Regions from separate parts of the Gossypium arboreum genome. Here region 1 is linked to region 2. Evidence: chromatin contacts called from public Hi-C data. All regions are on one chromosome and are shown on one strand. The core of a region is the stretch at or near the end of the contact, and the rest is flanking DNA. Distances in the headings are between cores, read along the strand shown.

The links. A called contact is a pair of places that touch in the nucleus more often than the background predicts.
Region 1: a contact with region 2 is called in a Hi-C map of leaf, with 2.2 times the contacts expected there. The contact joins the enhancer-like site here to the promoter of LOC108455134 in region 2. A contact is called at or near these places in 2 of 5 Hi-C or Micro-C datasets (both in leaf).

The regions. Positions count from the first base shown.
Region 1 is chr7:98,650,767-98,657,735 of ASM2569848v2, reverse strand. No RefSeq gene overlaps it. Among protein-coding and RNA genes, the nearest start is that of LOC108457972, 9.5 kb to the left of the region's middle. Within about 2 kb of position 2,180, at least 1 of the 2 cell types and tissues checked has an H3K27ac peak or open chromatin away from gene starts, as enhancers often do. A contact at or near this core is called in leaf, where this site is marked.
Region 2 is chr7:98,611,638-98,618,916 of ASM2569848v2, reverse strand. It overlaps LOC108455134 (50S ribosomal protein L19-1, chloroplastic-like), which reads left to right and starts at 2,903. Exons shown (of 5, transcript XM_017753765.2): 1 at 2,903-3,255; 2 at 3,448-3,669; 3 at 3,761-3,847; 4 at 3,948-4,081. The coding sequence starts at 3,076. LOC128295309 (a long non-coding RNA gene) reads left to right here and starts at 265. Exons shown (of 2, transcript XR_008285668.1): 1 at 265-342; 2 at 895-1,047.

The sequences.
Region 1 (6,969 bases), core at 931-3,430, 40 kb before region 2:
AGAGCAAGACACTTTTGTGATAAGTTGGTTTGTTGCGCAGAGTTTATTAGTGTACACGAACAAATCACAGCCATGCTTAATGGGCTTCCACCAGAATTGCAAACCAAGTACCCTATGGTATTCAAGGAGTTACCACAATTTTATTAGATGTTGAAGTTAGGCAATAGAATTTGATGATGGAAGTTAATGCTTTTGCTCATGCAACTGTCCAAAAACAACCATGTGGTGATATTAGTCTTTCATGCCAACTTTATTCACGGTTAGGACCTCATTCAAGAACAATCAAGTTGAAAATGCATCGAGCAGAGAAAATTACAAACAAATACTAGTTCATGTGCATCGTGTTATCCCTTAAAATTCAAACTCTTAAGGTGACAAACAACTTCAGTAATGCGACACCAAGAGTCTGGTGTCACGACCTGGAGGACAACATCAAGGCTTCTTCACGTTATTTCCTTAGGCACTTTCCACACAAGCTAATATTAATCGTTAAACTTCAAAAGACAAGATTTTTCCATTTTGGTCATAAAATACACAAAACACACATAATTAAATACTAAGGTGAAAATTTAATAACTATTAAAAATAACAAAATAAAACCATAAAATGATTAAACGCAAGCTCATTAAGTGTCAAAAAGAACTTAATTTACCATATCAATTTATGGTAGATCAATTCCTTTTTGTCAGTCTTAATCACAATAGCCATGGTTAAACATTCACCAATTTCAATTTGTTTTGATGCTTTCACAAACACAACTAAACTTTCCATGACAGCTTTCCCTTTGTTGACAAATTGTAGTCCACCTCTTACTAGATCTATTCTACCAAAGGAAAGTATTTCATCTAATTTATTACTCCCAACTTTGAATTTCTCTAGAAGCAATTTAGTTTCAACCAACTCTTTCTTTGTATTGACAAGATTGTCTAACTCTTCCGTCAGAAAAGACTCCTTAGCTTTAACATGTTTGATCAACTTTCTGTTTTCTTCCTTCAGTTGAGCATTCTCTTGTGACAATTGAGTGTTCATGTAACACCCCAAACCCGGCCTAGACGTTATGGCCGAATTAGTAGGTGTCACAAGGAATGGGTTTTGAAACGTAATCATCACGACCAAGCCTTTTTAATTTTCAATCTCAATTTGCTTATATCCATTGTCAAAATGTTATTTACTTAGTTAATTTGTCTTAAAAATTGATTTGTAAAACCATTTAACTTCAAAAACCTAGTTCATATTTTCAGAAAACTTTGATCAACAGTCAAAAATCATAAAGTCCAGAGAGTTCCGGAATTGACAAACTCTCCAAATAAAGTCAAAATTGTAAATAAAAGCCATAAACAATAACTTTAAGCAGTTTTACGGAAGAGTGGTCATCGCTGAGTCTCTGCTACACCAATCCGCCTAAGTCTGTAGATTACCTGACAAAATAGACAAACAGAAGTGAGTTTACGTAAACTCAGTGTGTAACCAAACATAATTAAGCATGCAAACACACAAATTTATAAACACAGTCAGGAGCAGATATGGTTTCAGATTCAGAATCAGATCCAGAAGCAGACATGCATAAATCCTACCCTCATCCTCTACATACAATCTCTGGTCATCCCATCACACCATGTGGGGTTAAAAACACTCACCCATCTCTACACACCAACTTGTGCCATTAAGACACGTATCAAATTATATGCAGCCATCCTGCCAGAGTATAGGCGATTAACTCCTATTAGAATACGTCCTCCTCAAATAAAAATCCCACCCCAAATCAGCTACAGAAAATCAAATACAAAATTATCAAATTAAACATGCTCGGCATGCTTTTAAACAAATAACAGATATACATGTGGCAGTATAGTCATACATACATTTAGTATACTATTCAAATCATTCTATCAGAATAGCATAACATCTAAAAAGGTTTAAATAGCCCTTACCGACCCTACAATAGGCCCACAGTGGATCGGAGCGACCTGTGCGACCCTAGGGAAGATTTCAGAATTATGAGCCCACATGCCCGTGTGGGCCCACACGCTTGTGTGGCCTACACTCGCAGGTTAGCCTTGCCCGTGTGGCCCACACAGCCTGGCCCAAAATCCACAAGCTCGTGTGTCATGCCTGTGTGGGCCCACACGCCCAACTTGGCTAAACCGTGTGGCTCACACTACTACACTCGAGCCACCACACGGCTGTGTGCTGTGCACGGCCATGACTTCGTCAATCGCACGATCGTGTTCTTGCACACGGGTGACTACACACGCCCGTGTGGCCTTGGCAGTAAGGTTTTTCGACTTTTACCAACACTCTTTTTTCTGCATTTCAAGTACACACCTGGTACCATTTCATTGTAAAAACACTCTTGAACCTTCCAAAGCCTAAAAACAAAATACCGAACAACGATTTAGCAGATTGACTAATGAATTCGATAACAAGGAAGTAACACGAAACTAACTTATCGTCAATGAGCGAAAATCACCAATACGAACTAAACTGTAGTGACAAAATCCACAGCCTCACGATCTTCTCCAACATAATAGACACTCACTAAGATTATTTTCCCAAACCATAAAATACTAACACCCATTTAAAAGAACGAATGCTACAAGATGAATCTACAACTTACCAAGATAAATGATACACTGAGTCCCAAGGATAAAAGCGAACGATTGGTTGAACAAAAAGGGAAGAAAACAAACGTAAAAGAAAATGCAGAAAGAGGAAGCAGAAATGTCAGAGAGTTTGGATGAGAGAGAAAACGAAATTTGAAAACAAAAATAAAAAATAAAATATTTCGATAACCCCTCAAATCCTAAGTCCCCACTATCCCACTACATCTCAACCACCTCAGAATCCCAACTCCACCGAAATACTTGCCCATAACCGAGCCAAAAATAACATCTACGCTCGCCCGAAAATTTAAACTCAGGACCTCCAACACACCAACTCCTTGCCACTCGAACCAACAGGCTTATTCTGATATAATTTAACAGACAAATTAATATAAGCCCACTGACCAAAGATAGGGCTTAGATCCCAAAAAAAAAAAAATTTAGCAAATGTGAGACTTGAACCCAAGACCTCACACACACACCCAGAACACTTAACCATTGAAGCAGATAGACAGTTGTGTTGAATATTTATAGAAACATAAATATATTTTTTTCAGGGCGTTACAGTTCAACTCACATACTTGTTCCCATTTACTCAACATGGTTTTATATGTTTTTAGAAATTCCCTATCAGAACCTTTATCAAAATCATCATCAGTCTCAGAATCAGAAACCACACTTGAAGCAAAGACTACATAGTTATTCACTTGATCCTCATTAGACTCAAAATTGTTAGAAGTGTTTTCATCACTCCACAGAGCACACAACACCTTCTTTTTTTTCTTAAGAGTGTTAGCACACTCAGCTTGAATATGACCATATCCAAGGCATTCATGACACTAAATGCCCTTCTTCTATTCTTTCTCATTCTCCTCTTCGATAGCAACACATTTGCTCTTGTTCTTGGAGTGCTTTTTGATGTTTTAAACTTCTTAAACCTCTTAACTTGATTTTTAAAAGCTTTATTAAATTTCTGAGTAAGTAGAATGATCTTGCATTCTTAAGGTTTCAAACTTGGTGGTTGGCATGCATCTTGCATTGTTTGATAATATATGTTCCCCGTGAGCAGTTTAGAGAATTTTCTAAGCTTCCTTTGCAATAATGCACTTGGAAATACATTTGAAATCTTGCATGTCAATACCATAAAATATAACATATATGGCCTTAAAGCTTGCATTAACAACTCTCTCTTACTTAGTAGTCCATTCAACCTCAAGCTTAGGAACCTGTCCAACATCAGAATTACCGGCAGAGGCTTGCCAACCAATGTGAATAAAATGCCATGCTCTCTTATCAACAGACTTAGAATAAGCTTTGATTATAGCCTTCCAGTAGCGATAATTACCATTCTCAAGTATAAGGGGACGATAATTGAATAACCTTCTATTATAAACAAATAATAGCACTAGGATTCACCACTAGACATGTTAAGTGTCTGCTCTGATATCAATTGTTGCTACTTTAAGTTACTTGTTTGCTGAAATGAATGTAATGGATTTGCAAGAAAGTAGTGGCCATTATGGCTTAGCACTGCGAAAACTGTGTAAACAAAATTACAAAGAACATCAAGGTTTGTTTACGCAGTTCTGTTTTCCTACATCTGCGAAGCTTAGCTCAACAAGTAATTTCACTATCTTTAATCCACAATACAAAAAATGATTCACACTCTACCATTCCTCAAGTACAGAGATCTCATATTTGTACCTAAAGACTAGAACACTCACCTCCAAATCCTCCCCTTAGGAACTTGGACAATAAATACTCAACAGCGTTTACAATAACAATTTGCACTCTCTTACAAAAATAGTTCCTCAAATGGACAAATTAGAATGCACTCAATAAACTCTCTTACAAAACTTAGACAAGCCTCAAAACATATATTAATTTCGGCTTGCTAACGTAGAAGCTAAGTGAATACAAAGTAACTTCGAAAATAACTATTATATCATTAACATTCAAAACACAATCAATCGAAGATATGATCTCCAAATCAACAACTCAATCTCAATCAATTTTTTACATTCCAAGAGTTGAATTGATTCACCTAAAACCAATCCAATCTTCAAAAGCCAAGGATTGGTTTCTATAAATAGACCATAATATCTTCAAAATAACAACACATTAACTGGACTATAGATTTTCTTCATTAAATTACCAATCCAAATAAGGCAAGTAATAAAATGGCTCAATGGCAACTTTTAGTGGGCATTGCAAAGTGCCAATCAGCTACATTCTCCACATCTTGCCTCAATAACTATCATTGCTTGGATCTTTTAGGTAATATATATATATATATATATATATATATAGACATGTTACATTTGTTAAACATGCATTTCCCTTTACTTAGCCTTCATTACTATCTCAATCTACACTTAGTAAGCTATTCCTGTTGGAAAAAATCCAGTTTGAAAATAGTTTTCTTGCATAGCGAAAAATAAAAATTTTGAAAATCAACCTGGTTTTTTATATTTGTAGCAATAAACCTTAGACCGAATTCGTACCTATGTTTTCAGATAGACAAATCCTCGTCGTTCCTAACTTTCAACCAAACGATCTTCCCTGCTATTCTCATACCACGAACTGCTTCGAGTGTGGACTCGAACAAATTGAATCAAACACAAAACTAGAAATATTTTCTTTACTCTCAGTGGGAAAGTAAATCTCTCTTAAATAGAAATCGGTAGAATTGCAATTCCTAGAAAATAGAATTTATTCTTAAAATAAATTACCACTATTTTCTACCAGAATAGCAATATTGAAAACTTTAGATAAACTAATATTTTTATCTTTCTGTTGGTGTAATTTGAAGTCTACTAGTACTGTAATGACCCGAATTTTACCGTTACCGAAAAAGTGTATTTTTGGGTCTCCATTTCTGAAAAATGGATTAGTAAATATTTATTAAAAATATTTACAAATTTAATCGAGTGGTTAATTAGAGTTTAATTAAGTGAACTAGCTTAAATTAAGGATAATTGGATAATGAAGTGTGAAAGTTTAATTATAGAATAAAGAAAATTGAAAGGACTAAATAAGTAAATAAGCCAAAAAGAGCGCTAAGTATATGGCAAAAATAAAATACAAATGTAACAAATATAATACACACATTTGTAATACATGTATGTATTTGCTTATTATTTAAGTAAATATTAGTGTATTTATTATTATTAAATTAATATTATATGATAAATAAATAAAAGTAAGACAAATGTGTGGTAATGATTGGGTACAAGTGTATTAATAAAAATAAAAAATAAAAATACATACACTTGTAATGCTTGTATTTAAGTATTAATAGATATTAATTATTTATAAAAGGTATTTATTAATTAAATAATTATATTATAAGATTTTATGTGAAAAATAAATAAAAGTTGACAAGTGTATGATATGTATAGTGAAATGTGTAATATTAGTATATGTACATTTGTAAAATACATGTATATTTACTTATTATATAAGTATATTATTAAATTATATATTATTATTAAGTAAAAGATATTTATATAATAAATACATTACTGAAAGACAAGTGTAATATTATAAATGGATACAAATGTTAAAAGAATATTTGTTATTAAATAGATTTTTATAATAGATAATTATTAGGTTATTATATATATATATATATATATAATGGTTTAATGAAATAAAGAAAAAAATAGAAATAGAAACAGAATAGGCAAAGCGAAAAGCAGGGAAAAAAAGAAAGAAAGGAGAAAAGAAAGAAGAAAGGGAAAATTGAAAGTTTGACGCTTGAAACTTAAATAGGTAAGTCAATTTAGCCCATTTTACTTAATTTTTATGTTTTAGAAACTTTAGAACAAGGTTTTGATGAAGTTAAGTTGATATATTGTAAGATAGTTGATTATAAGACATTGTTCTTGTTGAACAAAAAGATGAATTAAGGGCTAAATTGATAGAAATTCAAGTTAGAAATGAAATAAGGATTGAATTGTAAAGTGATTCATAAGTTTTATGCTTTAAGGACTAAATTGAAAGCATTTCGAAATTATGGTTTTATGATGAAAAATAGATAATTATGTCTGAGTTTAGTTAAAAATTGAGTAGGAATAAAGTATGAATTAAGATAGAAAAGTAAGTGAATTTAGTTAGGATTAAATTGAAATTAAAGTAAGAAATCAACATTTTGTATTAAGACTGTTTGGGACAGCAGCAGTAGTCTAAGTTTGAAAAATCACCAAAAATTGTAGAAATTGAATTGGAGGATGAGTAAAATATGGAATTAAATCTTATTAAGTTTAATTTCTTATAGAAGAAACGGTGTAGCAATTGAATTGTAAATTATGAGATATAATGAGTTTTGTAAGACAAGGTCAGAATAAATTCGGGTTCCCCTGTT
Region 2 (7,279 bases), core at 1,654-4,153:
TGACCTGGTTTAGCTAAGGCATTAGAATGGTGGTATTAACTGATTTAAAGCTTTCTCTTTATAGGTGCTAATAACATGAAATATGCTGAATGTAAAATTCTTGGTTTTTTTTTCTTTTAATTGCGAATTCTATTTAAAGAAAGCATAACCACTGCCTTCTTGGATGATAATCATATAATACAAAATGCTTTCTTCATTTTTATTTTTACCTTTTTTCTTTTGTTGAGGGGCTTTCAGGATCTGTTTGCAACTGTGGAGAAGTTCAACTCAAGTTTGAACAAGAAAGAAAAAGAAAAGGTTATAATTACTTCTACCAAGATGAAATTGAAGCCCTGGGCTTAGGTAATGCACCGCATCCTATTATTTTTCTGTAGTTTGATTATATTTTTTTATATTCCTACGGCTTTTGGTGTAACATTGAACATGGATTTCTGTCTGGTATGATATATTCAGTTTCTTTTTCAAGATTTTCATATACTTAGATGGGTCTTAAGAGGATCATGTCCAGATACGTGTTTTGGGAGGATTATATACTTATACCCATATTCGAATATGCATTGGATGCATGTGCGGATCTGATATTTCAAGAAAAATGTAAAGTTAGAAGCCACATAATCGATATATTCCATTGGTTTAATCGGGAACATTTATTGCCTTGGCAAGTTGTCTTTGTTAGAAGTTAGAACAAAGCATGTCCTACATTAATTATTTGCAATCCGGATATATCCTTAACCAGAGATGGCTTAGAACAAAGCATGTCCTAGATTAATTATTTGCAATCCGGATATATCCTCAACCAGATATGGCCAATTCATTTTGTCTAAACCTCAAACATAGCATGTAAATGGTTAACATCTAAAACCCGAGTTGACAAGTTCTGATTGATGCATACAGGGCCTAAAGGACGAGCTTACTTGTTGCTATTGGTGAGCATGAATCATCTTATTGTGGAGACCACCGGTGGGCGAATTTTTTATTGAGTGTTGTGAATTAGAACCAACCTTTTGTGAATTAGTTCTTTTGTTAATAAAATTCACTGTTAAACAATGATAGGAGGTAATATTGAAGGTTGAATTAATTTGTATTTGAAAACAAATTAAATCTAATTTTTATTTTATGGAAAAAATCTTTTTAAAAACGATAAATGGGTAATTGAAAATATAATCTTAATCCTCATTTAATTCGACATTATTAAAGAAAGAAAGTACAAATTGATGGAATATTTAATAAAAATATTAATTTTAACTTTTATTTATCTTATAAAGGTTAATTTGTACAATTTTTTAATATTAAATGTAAAATGCAATGTAGATTGTAATTATTAAATCGTTAGTAGTGATTTTGCACTTGAAGGAGTGACGCGACAGTGAGCACTTTTCTGACTCCAAATTTGGAAATTGAAAACACACAAAACATAAGAATTATTTACACAATTCGGTTTCTCTATATTTGCGAAACTTAATTTAGTGAGCAATATTCACTCTCTCTAACAATTACAACAAGTAAACTTAACCTATCACATATTTCGTGATAATTCTTCTTACTTTCGAATCTTGAAGAACAATACTTTCGCCATTAAGTTTACCCCTGTGAATTCAACAAGTAAAATTACAACACAACTGATTTTACTAACAATTTGAGCTCTAAGAAAAGTTCCCTAACATAAATAAAATAAGTGCTAAAATTTATCAGTACAAAAACCTATACAAATCTCCCTTAAATAGATCTATATTTGAAACTTACTAACGTAAAAGGTGTATAACAATTCCATTTAAACAATAATATAATAATATATTTAGAATAATAGAGAATAAACTAAATATGGACTCTTGGCAACTAATCTCATTGCATGTCGGTCCAATCTAAATTTCTATATTATAAGAGATTGTCTCGGTGATTTAATTCGATCTAATGATATTTTAGCACATTAAATATGTATTGCTATTTAAAAATAAGAAAGTAGATTATATATTTTATAGTATTATATATTTTGATTTTTTAATTCATATAATAATAATTATATTAAGAATGTTATTAAATTATATTTAATAATAATTATGTTAAAATATGATTAAATTATTTATTATTTTATTAAATTATTTTCAATAACAATCTTATTAAAATTTAATAACAATAACAATAGTCATCTACCTAAAAAATTCGCTAAGGGTATTCTAGTTATTTTAATTTTTTTCCTTTTGCTATTATAACTTTATTTCATTCAACCAAACACAAGAATACTATTACAGTTCTATTCCATTCCATTCAACCAAATAGTTGAATTACTAATTACAACTCCATTCAATTACAGCTCTATTCAATTACAACTCTATTCAATTACAGCCCTATTTCATTACAGTGAACCAAACGTAGCGTTAGTGTTTTATTAACTAGATCAGTTTTGAACAGGTTAGACCACCAGTTTTTAATTCAACTGGTTCGATTGTCGAACCAACAATAATTAAAGAAATAAATAAAATTCATAAAATCTAAAGACATTAAAATAAAAAACCATTAAATTGGTTAAATCTTGATTTTTTTTGTCCCACTTTTTTTTTCTGTTTTTACTAATTTCAAATAATTTTTGAGTCAATTGATTCAATCCTTTTGTTTAGACTATTTATCGATCAATTTAGGTCTGCCTGATCTAGTCTTGTTCTAATAACACTGGTCACATCGTTAAATCTTGACAAAATCCAAGTTCAAATATAAAATAAATCTAATTTTCAAGTTCAAGGATTAAAGTGGATAAAATAGTATAGATACCAAAGTAGACCTAATTGTCAAATTTAGAGACTAAAAATTATATTATCCAAAAATTAATTGTGCATTTAATGAGATGGGCTGGGCTGAGCTTGGCATTCATAGTTAAAGTACTTGGATCAATGCGGTAATTCCCAATCAAACTAGGGGTAATTTTGTCATAACAATTATCGATCATTAAACCCCAGACCGCTCTAGGGAGGGTTTTGAGTTTCGGGGATCGTTGATTTTGCAGGAATTTCGTACTAATTATTTTTTCCATCATTTTCTCCTGTTTTCTCAGCAACCAAACAGGGGTGAGGGGCAGCAATAATGCAGTCGTTCATTAGTGGGATTATCCGCTTGGGTCAAAGACAAGGTTTCTGCAGATGGAACAGTGCACATTTCAAAGCCTCTACCAGAGCTTTTCTGCCTACTCAAAGTAGCAACAGCCTAATCCATGAAACGAACGATTCAATCTCTTCCGAGAATCATCTCCTGCAACTTCTAGGAGTATGGGTTATTTTTCTTTGCTTCAAATTTTTTTGGGTTTTATTGCATAAGTGATTTTCTTGCCTCAAAAGTATATAATTTGATAGTTAAAATGTTGCTAGTCACTTTGTTTCTAATGTTCCGTATAACTTTAATTTTGAGGTAAATTTGGGGGGATTTTTTTTATTAAAGCTTGCAAATTGTTTTAAGCAGACAAGAATTGGATCCCAAACAAAAGAATTGATGTCTCCCAGCAGTTCTGGTGGATGTTTGATTCCAAGTTTGTCTCGATTGGCTGCAATGATGTCTTCATCTTCTAGCAGATATATGACAACAGCTGCCTCACCTACAATGGATTCTTCTGAATCTGTCACTGATGTGCCTACTCGAATTAAATTTAAAAGGCTTGACAAAACTGCCAGGCACATAATGCAGGAAAGTTCCTTTCTCTAATGTTCTTGTTCTTTTTTTATTATTATTTGAATTTCGGACCGGCTAAATGCTAGTATGGTTTATGTACTTGCAGATTGTGGATAAGGAAGCAGTGGAGGAAGTAAAGGGCCAAAGGGAGATACCTGAAATAAAGCCTGGCTACATTGTGCAACTCAAAGTGGTATGATATGTTTCTTAGATTGGAGGTGTTATTATTACATATGATTGTTAATATGTTTTTGAGCAGATTAAGGTAATTGATGTGCTGTTGGTGAGAGCAGGAAGTACCTGAAAACAAGCGACGTGTTTCAACCATAAAAGGTATCGTTATAGCTAGACGTAATGCTGGCCTGAATACAACGTTCCGGATAAGGAGAATGGTTGCCGGAGTTGGGGTTGAATCTCTCTTCCCACTGTAAGTATCATTCATGTTTATGGTCCTCCTAATTCTATTAGGCTTCAAAAGCTTGTTGTTTGTTACTTGACATTGACGTATCAGCTTAGAAAGAAAACATGTTAATGTTTTGTTGGATTACCTGTAAGCAAAATGCAATGAAGTTGCACCGATGTTTATGTAAGAACTTTGAGGTTGACTATATCGATGAAATACTTAGCATTGAGAAATATGGTTATGTATTATGCAGAAGTTATTACTAGAATCTGTATCGTGTAAATTAGGTTTGCTTTGAAACAAATTTTTCCACAAGATATGTTATTGAAGATAAGGGAAAGGAATATCCGTACTTTAGGATATATGTTATTAAAGATATGGGAATTTGGGAAAAGCATATCTATCACATAACTCACTATAAAAGTGTTTGCTTCAATGTTGTTTCCAAGAGCTGTGCTCTTGTATGATTTCATTGCTGCTAGAGGTGTATCACAAAGTGTGAATAATGAAGGTTTCTGGTAGTTCATGCTGATATTCAATTTCCTCAAGTTTTATTTACATAGTTATTTCAAGCATGAGTGTGTTATAGGCTGAACCTGTTTAGGAAAGGCCATTGATTTTGATTTTTTAATTAAGGCTTAGGTAGTGCTTTTATTTTTGTTCAAGGTTCAAACCTTAGGGTTTTCTTTTTTCTGTTGTGCTTTTATTTCAGTTGATTTATTTATTTTCTAGAATAAGGTTCCTATTTATCTAATAAGACTTGTCCTTAGGACATATTAAACCTAAGCAGAATTTCTATAAAAACCCTAAAGAGATTTTGGTCTCTCTCTAAAGAGTCCTAAGGTTTTAGTCTCCCTTTGAAGAGTTAAACTATCAATCACAATAAATTGTTACAGGAATTGAGATAAAGGGAGGACAATCGACTTTAATTTTCCCATCGATCACGCTGTGACTCAATCTTGTTTGTGTATTCATAACAATTTGGTACCAAAGCCAATCACAATAGGCAATGATGTACTATCATAACAATTTGGTACCAAAGCCCATCACAATAGGCAATGATGTACTATCATAACAATTTCGTACCAAAGCCTACCACAACAGGCAACGATGTACTATGTTGTTACAAGAAGAGCAAGCTATGTCAGAATCCCTGTTGAAGCTAGGTTTACCAAGCTAAAAGGCTGTGTAGACAACCACCTTCAGCAAATGACTCTACAATTCTAGGAACAGATGAAAACCCTCTTCCACTAACAAATCAGAACCCTAATTTATTATTTGGGTAAAGCAATAATTGGGGATGGTAGTGCAAGTAGTATTGCAACTGGACTAGACCAAGCGCCTTTCCTACTGGCTGTTGGAGGTGGCAGGGTGCCGCCACTGCAAGGTGGTGTCATTTCACCAATTGGGGGAGCTGTTTCTAGGTATTCAAAATTGGATTTCTCTACTTTCAATGGGTCGAGTCCTTTGATCTAGTTGCGTGGGTGCAAACAATTTTTTGAAAATCAACAGACTAATGAGACAGACAAGGTAAGTTTGGCAGCCTTCCACATGTTGGGGGAGAGATAGCTTCGGTATTATTAGATTAAACTGGAGGGGCATGTGATGAACTGGCTAGAATTTTGTAATTACTGCTCCTTTTGTTTAGGTCCGCCGGTAGGCAGCAACCCTTTAGGAGATTTGGTTAGTTTGAAACAAACAAGAACAGTGGAATTTTATCAGCGACAATTCCAAGAGAAGTTAGCACGAGCTAGCTAGTACATTCAGGTAGACCAACATGTTGGGTTATTCATGGCAGGATGATGCCATTCAATTGGATGTTCAAACTCACAAGCCTCTTGATTTAGACATGGCTATGAGTCTCGCTAGAGCTTTTCAGTAGAAGCAACAAATGCTACATGTCAGAAATAACTGCAGAGGAACTTGGCAAGGTAATGAGGGTGACAATCTATTAGGGGGAACTATTGGAGCAAACTTCGTAAGTTCATCTACAACTTTTATAGTCAATGGAAGAAATGACAGAGAGAAAGGCAAATGGCCTGTGTTGTAATTGCGATGAACCATATACATTTAGGCATCAATGTTAGAAGTTCTTTTGGCTGGAAATCATAATTTCGAGCTTGAGGACTAGTTCTTTTTGCTGGAGGTTGGTAATGTTATGGGCCAAACCTACGTTGTTAATTTGGATTCTTTAGTTAAGGCTCAGTTGCGCTTTTACTCTTTTTTTCCCCTTAGGTTCTTTTACTCTACTTTTATTTCAGTAGATCTATTTCCTTTTTAGAATAGGGTCTTAGTTATGTGATAAGTCCAGTCGTTATTTAAAAGGACATATGGAATAATAAAACCTAGGCAGAACTTTTATCAAAAACCCTAAAGAGATTTCAGTCGCTCTCTAACAAGTTCCAAGGTTTCAATTTCCCTTTGATGAACTGAGTTGTTACAGGAACTGAGGTAAAGGGAAGACGATTGAGTTTGACTTTCCCATCAATCGTGTTGTGAACTGAGTGTATCTAATCTACTACTCCCAATAGTTGTTTCTGTAAACCAGCTTCCATATGGGAGTTTTTGTTATTCAACTTTATCAGTCCTAAGAGATTCTATAATAAATAAGGACATGCACAATGCCTCTTATCCAAACTAGAAACAAGCACCCCTAATGAATGGTTTAATTTTAACTGCATCTTTCATCCTCCAATTCAGATTTAGGTTCAGTTATGAGAATCATTTCTGTTTTACGACCAAATAAAATAGGCTGTTTATTTTTGTTCTTTCTGGTATGCTTGTTTATCACAATTGCTAACCAAGAATTCTAGGTGATTTTTGTGATTTCTCATAATATGCTTGGTATGTGCCTTACCCTGCTTCAATGGAACCACATCAGATGTTCATCCCGCCAAAGCTCACCACCTCACCAATAACAGGAACCTTGGCATGGACCATCTGCCATTTGTGAAGTACGCTGACCCATCATTATACATATCAGGAGAACCTTGTGAAACAGCGTGACTTAAGAGCCAAATCATAACACACGTGTAGGCTAGACCACGTGATCCAGCTCTCAAGTACTGGTAGGACACCTGTCCTATGAATATCTATATACTCGTTAGGAGAAAGGGACAAACACTCTTTCTAGGCTGTCTGGACATCTAATCCTGTGAGAACCTCCTTCCACTTCAACTCTTCCTTCTCCCCACCTCTTACTTCGCATCAACAATCCTAAAT